2 separate regions of the Triticum aestivum genome follow, and region 1 is linked to region 2. Evidence: chromatin contacts called from public Hi-C data. All regions are on one chromosome and are shown on one strand. The core of a region is the stretch at or near the end of the contact, and the rest is flanking DNA. Distances in the headings are between cores, read along the strand shown. Region 1 holds the start of LOC123077525 (probable serine incorporator). Region 2 overlaps LOC123074173 (a long non-coding RNA gene).

The links. Hi-C and Micro-C count contacts between places; a contact is called where the count stands out from the background.
Region 1: a contact with region 2 is called in a Hi-C map of leaf, with 2.8 times the contacts expected there. The contact joins the promoter of LOC123077525 here to the enhancer-like site in region 2. A contact is called at or near these places in 2 of 5 Hi-C or Micro-C datasets (both in leaf).

Annotation. Positions count from the first base shown.
Region 1 is chr3D:75,794,051-75,799,311 of IWGSC CS RefSeq v2.1, forward strand. LOC123077525 (probable serine incorporator) reads left to right here and starts at 1,793. Exons shown (of 10, transcript XM_044499804.1): 1 at 1,793-2,096. The coding sequence starts at 2,095.
Region 2 is chr3D:75,272,668-75,278,099 of IWGSC CS RefSeq v2.1, forward strand. LOC123074173 (a long non-coding RNA gene) reads left to right here. Exons shown (of 4, transcript XR_006435890.1): 4 at 1-172. Among protein-coding and RNA genes, the nearest start is that of LOC123074173, 4.4 kb to the left of the region's middle. Within about 2 kb of position 2,939, at least 6 of the 8 cell types and tissues checked have an H3K27ac peak or open chromatin away from gene starts, as enhancers often do. A contact at or near this core is called in leaf, where this site is marked.

The DNA.
Region 1 (5,261 bases), core at 543-3,042, 520 kb after region 2:
GCATGGGAAATGTTCGCTGCATCAATGCATTCAATTTGTCCTCTACGTACGCTAAAAAAAAAATTGTCCTCTACGTGCACTCTTATGCACTTTTGCACCATATACAAACCACGAACGCACCCACCCGATTCGTGCTCCTCCACATCCATATGCACCAGACCAGAGAGTGCGTCTTGGTGGGAAAGTACGTGCCTGCACTACGGAGGTCAAGGATCCGTCCACGTCGCCGCGCGAAATCCAGCCGTGCAAGGCGCTACGTAGCCGTAGCCAAAGCCAGCTGACATTGACGAGTCGTAGCACATGATGATGCACACCATCTACATGTACAAGTGTGCACGTACGGTTATCGCGGTTCCCCGAGCATGTTGCACATGCACGGACATATATGGGGCGCCATGACGTGCGCCGGCGCGCGTGGTCCAAAAGTGCACGAAAGAGTGATCGAGATCGGCCATATCCCTGCTATATATGTTTGCTGAGACGATTATTCCTTGCAAGTGATTGCTTGCTTGCTCACCGGGCATACATGCATGTGTGGGTCGGTCGATTCACAATCACAAGTGGCTTTGTGTTGTGGTTCTTCAGCTGGCTCTGGCTGGCTGTAGGCCTATGGAGGGGTCAGTTGTTGAGTCGGACGGGTCAGACTAAAGCGCACTAATCATGCAGCAGGGTTTATCATACTCGCAAAAGTACACTATCCGTTGATCAGAAAGTGAAATCGTCAGCCTAAGTGGATATGCATAGATAGTATGGGTCAAATTAAGACCCATTACCCTAAGGATAATGTCTGGACTTTAGAGGGTCGAAGAGCTTATTATGATCTCGAGACTTGGTGGGAGAGCCAAATACTAGTACACAGGCATGCTCTAGCTAGGCCCATGTTGTTTATTTTGACGAAGGTATACGAGGAAGATTTTGCTGAGGCAGTCTTACAACTTGTGTCAGTTGGTGGGATAACCCGGGATCCGCACCTCGTGACGCAACAGTGCCCTCCAGCACGGCCAGCCATTAGAAAAGGTTAAGAAAGACCCGATTTTGCATCTGTCCTCCCAGTCCCCGGCATTGTCCAGTTGCCCATCCATCCACTCATCCACATGTAAGTTTTCGCGAGAGAAGCAAAAAATCCATCAACATGCAGACAAACGCAAGAAAAAAATCTGCCCCAGTTGTGGCGGATACGGGGCCTGGGCCCTGGGCCGAGAGACTGCAATCTCTCGCTCGTCTTTGCCGTCTCCGTGAAATTGTGGCGGTGAGACCACGCCGGCGTGGGCCATGTACGCAAAAATCCAAGCCGAGGCGCGCGGACCAGAGTCGCCGGGGTTTAGCTTGTGGTGGGGTCAACTCGGTCCACATCTTTTTTGTGAAGGAGGCTCGTGGTAGCTCGTTTACTTCCGTACGTGTCCACACGGTCGCTGTGCAAACGATGATATGGCAACGAGTTCCAGAAAAATGATATGGCGCAGCATGCTTAGTCGGTCACATTTGGCAAAAAAAATGGTCAGTTGGTCACAGTGACAACTGACAACCTGAACCTCGCGGGTAGATCCAAAACGTATACACAGCCTATGGAGCTCAGAAGATTCAGCCGGATGGCTGCTGGCTGGACATGTATACAGCAACGGGCCGTGGGTCCGGAGCCAAGCGTGTGTATGTGGAGAACGAGGTGGAGGTGGTGCGTGTACGCGTGTGGCACGTACAAAATACTCCTTATACCGAGCCGAAAACAGAACAGAAGAAAACCGCACCGGGCGCGCGTACAGGTACAGCCAACAGAGAGACAACGAAACGCAGTAAAATATAGAGGCGCCGCGCGCGCGGGCGCTGCTTCCTTTCCTGCGGCGGGAATAAAACGGAGCACCACCGCCACCTCCACCTCCACCTCCACTCTCCAACCCGTCTCCTTCCTCCGCCGCTCGCCCGAATAAAACCCCCGGGCAGGCATTGACGCATCCAGCGCACCGCCAATCCGCTATTGATAACCACAGTTGAGCTAGCCGCGTACACCTCGAGCAGGCAGGCAGGGCAGCTCGGCTTCTACCTCCGGGAAGACATTATCAAGGAGTACTTCGTCTTCCTCCGTCCCATCCAACGTGCATGTGAGTTCCTCCTCCCCCTCCTCTCTGTCCGCTTGCTTGCTGCCATGATCATCATCCATGCACGAACACCATAAGCTCGCCAGCATCCTAGCTCCTGGCCGCGCTGAATTTCCTCTCTTTTTTCGCATACAATACATTAGAACTCTAACCAAATCAGCACAGACACCACAACGAGCGCCGTCCCTTTCCCGCATATATTCGAGGCCAAATACCGTTTTCCCCGGATCTGTTCGGCTGTCGTCCGTTGAGAGGCCGCAAACGAACGCAGACCGAATAGTATAATACGCAACAGTAGCAATTGGGTAGCTAGCAGCGCATTCGGTTCTGCCTTCCGTGGTCGGGAGCGCAAGCCACAGAGATGCGTTCCGTGCCCGCCAATCCCTCTCTCATCCCTCCGATTCCTTCTTCTTACAGCAGCCGGGTAACCCGAGAGGTAGGATCGGATTCTCTACTGCGACGTCCAGCCACGGCCGGCCGTACGTGGATCTAATCAAGGTGCGTCGTCGACGATGATTTAGTTACTCACCCTCTCTGAGTAGTAAGATTCTAACCACGGCCTAGATGACGATTAACCTGTGTTTAGTGGCTGGGATAAACGGGAGGAATCTCTAAGCTCATGTAGCGGATGGAACCGTACGTGTGAAAATATCTAGCAGTAATATATCCCGAAGAAAGATGCGTGATTGCCTATCATTCAGAGTCAGAGGAGAATATGTGCAGGCAAAAAGGAAAGGATGGGATTATTGCTTGCTTGGAAAGAAGATCCTTCCTTCCTAGCTTTACACAGAATTTAGAGGTTACCTAGTACAGTAATCTAAGTTTATATTATTATTACAACAAAAAAGTGACTCCCTATCTAGGGTTGCTTAGTAGCAGCAGCAACTTGGTTGCACGACAGAGAAGAGGAGGACGGGACTAAGCAAAGGAAGCCCTAAGCAATCCTCCGACCCAAACTACGTACAGATTTTTAAAATAGATTATGTACTTGCTCCAAGCACAATTAATTAGCAGTTTTGCTAGAACTCATCTAGATGAGATATAGTTTGGTTTCATTCATCTTTTATAGCCATTAGATGTGATTCTATAAGATGCGTGTGTGCTGACGTGGGTTGTATCTGTTTTTGTTTTCAAGATGAATGAGACCAAATTATATCTCATTTTTTTTTAGAAAAAGAGGACGACCCCCGGCCTCTGCATCTGGACGATGCATACGGCCATTTTATTAATTATTGACACAAGACTTTACAGAGTCATACAACAATAAGCCTAAAGCCACCAAACTAAGCAACATTTGTCGCTATCCCTATCCAGTTGATGTAAGGGCGCTGAAAGTCTTGGCCTAATACCAAACAGACCTCGCAGCCAAACCTAACATCTAAGACTTGAGGTCCCAATCAGGACGCCTGCCGGGTATGGGCACCGATCAGTCTGGCGTGCTTCTCAACCAGGACGCTTGCCGGGTATGAGGCCGCCGCAACCACCTGCCATCAATCCATCTTCAGAGTTGTACTGCTGCATCAACCTTGCCCGGTCTAACTGCCGCCGACGCCACCAGGACGCCAGGCAGCGTCACCCTCCTGCGCGAGTCCTTCTCCGCTCATCAGGCGCCGAGTCTCCACTGCGCCACGCTGCCGAGATCCGCCGTCATCAATGGAGCAGAGGAAACACCGCTCCTCCTCTTGTCCCCTCCAACCAGCACTTGCTCCAAAACGATGCCCCCATGAGGGAGAACGATACCGAAGGCACCATCATCGTCCGATCCGGTATACCCAGATCTAGGGTTTCCCCTGGAACTTCCCGATCAGGTTGATGTGACTTGCAACAACGATGCCTCCAGAAGGGAACGACGTCTGAGACGCCGCCATCGTCTGCCAAGACCGCAGTCAGGCGATTTTCACCGGAAGCCACGTCTTCCCGACCTCGTGGCTGGTTGGAACCGAGCGGAACCTCGCCACGAAGACGTATGTCGCCGTCGGTACTCCGGCGGAGATCCGGCATCTCCTCACCGGTCCTTCCACGCGCCGCCGGTCGGCGGAAGGCCTCCCCGCGACGGATCCAAACGGGGCGTTGGATCCGCAGTGACCGCCATCACCATCACGACCAGGACAGCCCACCCCGCCGGATGGGGCGCTGCCACCGCCGCCGTCCATGCAAGGCCGCCGCTCCGCTGGCGATGGTGCTCCGGCCCCCGCCGCACAGCTCGGATTCGCCGTCCTTGCCGCCGCCGTTGGATCGCACGAGAGGAGCCGCCCCCGCCGCCTCAGATGGGATCCGCCGCATCCACCCGCCCAGAAACCTTCGGCACCGGGCCCGCCGCCACCGCGGCCCACGCCGGCGGAGCGGCGGCAGGAAGGGGCGGCAAGAAGGTGCTGGCGGCGCTAGGGTTTCGGGGCCCCTGGCGCCACCTGGGGGGAGGCGACGCGAGGGGGAGGGGGAGGGGGCCATCTAAATGAGTTCTAGGCACTCCCATTAGTTAGGGCATTTTTGTTAATTAGCGATAGATAATCCTGATGAAGGGATTCCACATGTCTCTCTTTCCTTTTCCCTTCATTCAATCTCTTTGCCAGTATCATTCATTTGTACGCTTTGCTTTGCAGCTTTGCTCTTTTTTGTTACCAGCAAAAAAAAAGAGAAAAAGCTTTGCTCTTTTGTTTTTCCACAAACATATCGGCCGGCCGTCCAAAGCTCCACATGACAGGCACAGAAAGAGAGAGCCATGTGCGTGCGACTGTGCATCCTCCGCAATCCTATGACTACTCATGCATGGAGCTTTCTCTCTTTACTTACCTTACCTCCATCCGTAACCCTAATCTTCCTTTAAAGGCAAGCTTTGCTGCTACACATAAACGCATACATGTAGTAACATGCATGTTCTCTGGTCACTGTCACTCCACTCACGCCTTGCTTTCCCTTTTTAATCATCCAGATCAAATTGGACACCACTCTATGAATGTATGTATGCAGCTTTGGCACAAAAACTTTTGATGGATCAGCAGCGGCCGTTCAACACTCAATCCTAGCCGTTGAAAGGGAAATGACTAAGCAGTGAAAACTAGCTAGCAAGCCGTTTTGTTTTGCCACAAAATTACTCAGGTGGTAGTAGTTATTAGTTTTTTTTTAACCGAGTAGCCTTAGTTTGCTGGTCGTTAGTCATGTATAGGGTCG
Region 2 (5,432 bases), core at 1,689-4,188:
TGCTCCACCTGAGATACGCCGAACAGCCAAGCCACGAGTAGCCTTGAAGTAGCAAGCTGTTATGTTTGAAAATTAATTTAAAAAAAAACATGTGTTCTGGGCTTTATACTTTACCATGATCTTTTACTGTGTGCCTGCAACCGTAGCGCCCATCGGCATGACCTTGCCATACACGGACAGTCTGCTGAGTAATTCAGAGCAAGAAAGTTATTTTACTGGAGAAAGTACATCCAGTATGAAACCCGGGAAATTAAATTGAAATCTGTCCGCAACAGTTAGGATTGTAGTATGCAAGTTTACAGATGAATATATTAAGTTTACTATGAACTAAAAGAGCGCAGGTTTGACAAAAAACACAATTCAGGGTCACACGCTTCAGGCTCACATTTTCAAATGGTTGTAGAAGGGACCTACTACTTGAAAGTTAATGAAGCTTTATTACTTTTCTCCACATTGGTAACTTCACTTTTCAGAATAGAGGTGGATCATCCATTACTCATGGTCATACGTATTCTTCCTTCTACTGATGTTGCCCTGCCCATTAAAGTGTCTTTTCTGAACATTGCGGTCGTGCTCCACGAATCAGATACTACTATCGGCTATTGTAGTGATGTACTGTTCATCTACTACGCCTACAAAAGCGTGAAGTGCAGATCTTATACTGATTCGGTAAAGTTAAACCATAAAATGCTCGACCAATATCATGAGCACGACTGTGAATTCTAACATGGAGTAGAGTTAATAGGGTATTTGGGGGAAAGGAATCTTAAGATTAGCAAGGTGACAAGTGTTGGGGAGTATTATCAGTGAACATACAGTAGATAGCTAGATTAGTTGGTTGTGTCTTCCATCCATTTTTTTTTTGTAAACCGCCAACATAGGCTCACTCTGCACCAAGCAGATGGTAGTTCTAGCTGAGGAGGATACAAAAAGAAAAACAACCAAACAGAATTAAGCAGCAAGAATTTTACCACAGTTTTATTTGCTTGTACACAACAAGTTTATCATTTAGCATTTCTCATTCATTCGCCCTTAAAATGTATCCTTGGATTGTTGAACTTATAGGCATTAAATTCATGATTGAAGGAGTGTCTCATGGCTTAATAGTCATTTAGGCACGTGAAATTTTTAGGAGTGAAGTCAGGAGAATAGGGCCATGGGGGCGTGGTCAGTGGCGCAGTGGATCCCGGCCCTTGCCTATGGGGGGCTTCATTTTTAGATGTGTTTTCGAGTTTTGTTAGGGTTTGTGTCCTGTTCAGAAAGGCGAGACGGAGGCGGCTCCCTGAATATGGAATAAGGTTCTCCCCGCCTAGCCCCCGTTCCGGTGGTGCACCTAGCACCGTCGGTGGGCGTGTGGAGGTGTGTCTCCGGCGGATCCGCTTGTGGTGGATTTCCTTGGATCTGTTTGTCGTTCGTCTACGTTTGTGTCTTCAGGTTGGATCCACTGCGCCACGTAACTCTTCATCGGCGGTGGTTGCTGTTCTGCTGCGATGGTCCTATGGAGGCTTAGCACGACAACTTCCCGACTGTCTACTACAACAAGTTTTGCCCGGCTCCGGTTAGGAAGGGACAATGACGGCGGCGTGTCTTCCGCTCGTTTCAGTGCTTGTAGTCGTCGCTAGGTGGATGTAATTTTTATTATTTCTGATGTTCGTTGTACTGTCATGATTGAAGATGAATAGATCGGATGTTTTCTCGCTAAAAAAAGAATCCAGATAATGAAGCAAATAACTTGGTTAGAAGGTAAATTCATGATCACCAATGCCTAGCTATTTTTTGATCTTACATAAACTATAAAGGATGCAAGTGTAATGTGTAGGTTCAGAGAGCATCCCTGTCCATGAACAATACTTTACATTTATGAATATCCCTAGCTTTATTTTCATTATTTTGATCATCATTATATTTTGTTGGTACACCATTATATTTTGTTTATTTTACTGATCTATTTTCTTTCTAAGATGAATGCTGGTTTCTTTTTACATGATGATACGTATGTTGCACGTGCACGCTTACTAGTAATAGATAATAGATGATCGGCCTCGGGCAGAAAATTTCGAGTTGCCTTTCCTTTTCCCCGGATTGCATGTCCTCCAAGTCGCTGCCGTGGCCGATCACCGATGGACCGAACCGAACACACTACGTACGTATACGCGCTAAAACACACCGCTGTCCATCAACCTACGACGATCGCCGCCGCACCGAACGGCTTGTTCCGTGTTCGTACGTGTCGTCGACCGAACACCCGAGCACCACCATGCACGTAGCACGTACGTACGTTCCAGAGAGTTTCCATCGATCGTTAGGTTGCGCGCCACTGTTGACCCTTTCCCGCGCCCCCGCCGCTCGCTGGTCCGCCGCGCCGTGCTCCGGAGGACGCTACGCTCCTGCTCCGCCTTCAATGGCATGCACCATGCATGAGCATGATCCAACGCGCGCGACGTTACCTAACGGTGCAGAACAGTACATGGATTTCCTCTTGACGATGCCGAAACAGTACAATGATTCTCCCCCTTTGAATGTTTTCTTCTTCTACCGCTCTACGTACGTATGCGCGGTGGCTTCAAGTGGTATAGAGCTTGAACTGTCCACGCGCATGCATGGCGCATGCGGCACCCATAGAATTGACTGTTGATCCGGGACAATTAGCTTGGCTGTGGCTGGCCGAGGGATGATCAAGGTGGTAGGTGCTAGGCTGTCTAATCACATAACCAAAATCCCGTCGTCAATTTGCCAGCGCTTCGTCATCAACGTGCATGCCATGCCATTCCAATTCCATCTGCTCAGTGCTCGCTCGCTAGCTCGCGCAGGAGCGTAAATGCAGTGGCGCCAGTGTACTGCTGCTGCTGGCACGGGGCCGGGGGGCCACTCACAGAGGTGAAGGGCCTGACGCCGACGTGTCCCGCACCTGGGCGCGGCGGCCGTGGCGTGGCCCGCCTGCGCCTCCGCGCCGCACATGGGTTCGGTGCCGTGCTATCCCGGTCACCCAACGGGACCCGAACGCCCCTCTCCTGCAGCGTACGTGCCCGCGGACCCACCACCAAGAGCGCACTGTGGGCTCACGCCCTCGCTCTTCCGTGCCTGTGTACCCTACGGTTGACTGCTGAGGCAGAGGCAGGATAATAGGGTGCGTTGGGTTTGAGGATCAAAAGACATGGGGTGGCATGGTTCCATTCCCGATGCATGGGTCGGTTCCATTCTTGTGTTTAGTTGTAGATAAAAAAGACCTAAATTGATTTTGTCCATGTGTTAGGTTGAGAGATGGAATAAGAATGAGAAGACTTTGATTTCACTCACCTCTTTCATATGGATGGTGAGATTACCTCTCACGTGCTCATATGAACATTTCATTTGCGTTTGACAGATGAATAATGAGGCGGTTCCTCCAAATCGTAGGCATCGCTAGATGAAGCATCTCGGGGGAATATCTATTGCATGCGGACAGTCCGGTTCTGGTTACATACCAAGTGAACACGAGTACGGGCTGCCAGAGACGGAATCAACCCATTCGATGACACCTAATCCTCAAACCAAACACACCCCAGAGAGAAGGTAAAATGGTCAATCTCGCACCCTGTTGGGGATATAACTACTGGGTATGAACCGCCCAGGAGAGGCCGGGTCATACCACTGGTGACTTATCAAAGAAGATGGTGGATCATGCAAGCCCGTTGACGGCCCAAAACCCAGAGGCGACTGAAGGCCCAAGAGGATGAACCGCCATATGTGTATGACTTGTTTTGTGAGGCAAGTGTAATTAGTCACCAAGCTGGACACGTTGTGTATGAGCCGGCCGGGACTCTGTGAGCCACCGGGCGTCAACCTGTGTATATAAAGGGACGACCCGACGGCGGTTTAGGGCAAGGAACAAGAGATCGAGGACTAGGTCAAGCGTATTCGCTCCATGGTAATCGAAACCCAAGCAATACTACCTCAAACTGGATTAGGCCTTTACCTTCACCGTAAGGGGCCGAACCAGTATAAACCCTCTGTGTCTTTTGTCCCGTTTAACCCCTTTAACCTAACCTAGTTGCGGTGGCTCCATGACTAAGTCCTTCCACTAGGACATCTGCCGTGACAATTCCACGACAGTTGGCGCCCATCGTGGGGCTGGCGCACGGTGGTTTCGAGTTCTTAAAGGGCAACTTTGAGGGCATCAAGGGATACGCTGTGGGCCGGATGACCAAGAGTCGTCGCGGCAAGCTCTACATCGACGATGTAGGCTGGGGCCTCGAGGCCGTCTCATTTCGGCAAGATCGGCGGAATCCACGTCTTCATCGGCAAGATCGGCGAACCGGGCCCTGAGCCGGACACCTGCACCGACATCATCGAGACGGCTCAGCGTGCACGACCCGCCTGGGTTCAACCCGCCGTGAAGCACGCCTTTGTTGGTTTCATCCATGGGGCGAAAGTTGAAGAAGGATCTGTGTCTGGTGGTGAGACGGCCATCTACTCTGATGGTGAATCGTCCACAGGCGAGACTAATTCAAGGTATCAACTGCAAGACGACCAACTTGGGGGCTGTTCCGATGGTGACAGTATTCCGGACCCCTATGAGCCGCTGAACAGGGTCGCGATCTTCATGGCCGGTACACAACCGGCGCTTGGTTCAACAACCGCCGCGACTATGACCTCCAGCTCAACTGCTGCGGCGGCGGCTGGTGCTAGCGGCTCTGCACGCCCGCCGGCTCAAGTTCTCATAGAATTGTTGGAAGCTTTGGCGACTCTAATGGGGGTGGAGGTAACCCCGGAAACTCAGGAACATCATAAGGTTGATGTGGCGAAGTTGCGAGAAGAGATCACTCAAGCCAAGGAAGAACTGGCGGCTGAGAACACTAGGATGGCTACAGAGCAGGCTGCTTTGGATGCCCAGGCACAACAGATTCATGCAGACTCTTTCCGGCTCACCTTGGATCAAAACGCTTCAAATGAAATCATGAGAAGGACGCACCAGAGTCGCTTACCCCCGGTTTATGATGCGAGAAACTTCTTCAATACGCCTGGAGCAGGGACCAGTGACCCGTCGGTGGTGAACCGGGTGGTTGAGATGCCCGGGGCTGGAGCGCCGGCTCAGCCGCGTACGATGGATCCGCCCCGTTTGAATACTACTCCGCCTCAGCACGTACCAACCCCTCCGAGTCATTATTCTAACCCTTTGGATAATATGATTGCTGCGGCGACACGATTGGCGGCTCTCCCAGTTGAAGGCGAGTCTCCGGCTGCGATTGAGACACGAAGGGCTAGAGAACTTCTTCAGATAGCATTGGATCAGCAGGCGGCTTATTCATACAGCCGTGAAAGGATTCACTCAACCCCTCATCCAAGCCGGAGTTATAGCAGACACATTGACTCACCAGCAGTTTCGAGCAGTGAACAACGCCGCAACCAGCCTCGTGGGCATGACCCGGCGCGCGGAGGTGTAGATGCTCGGA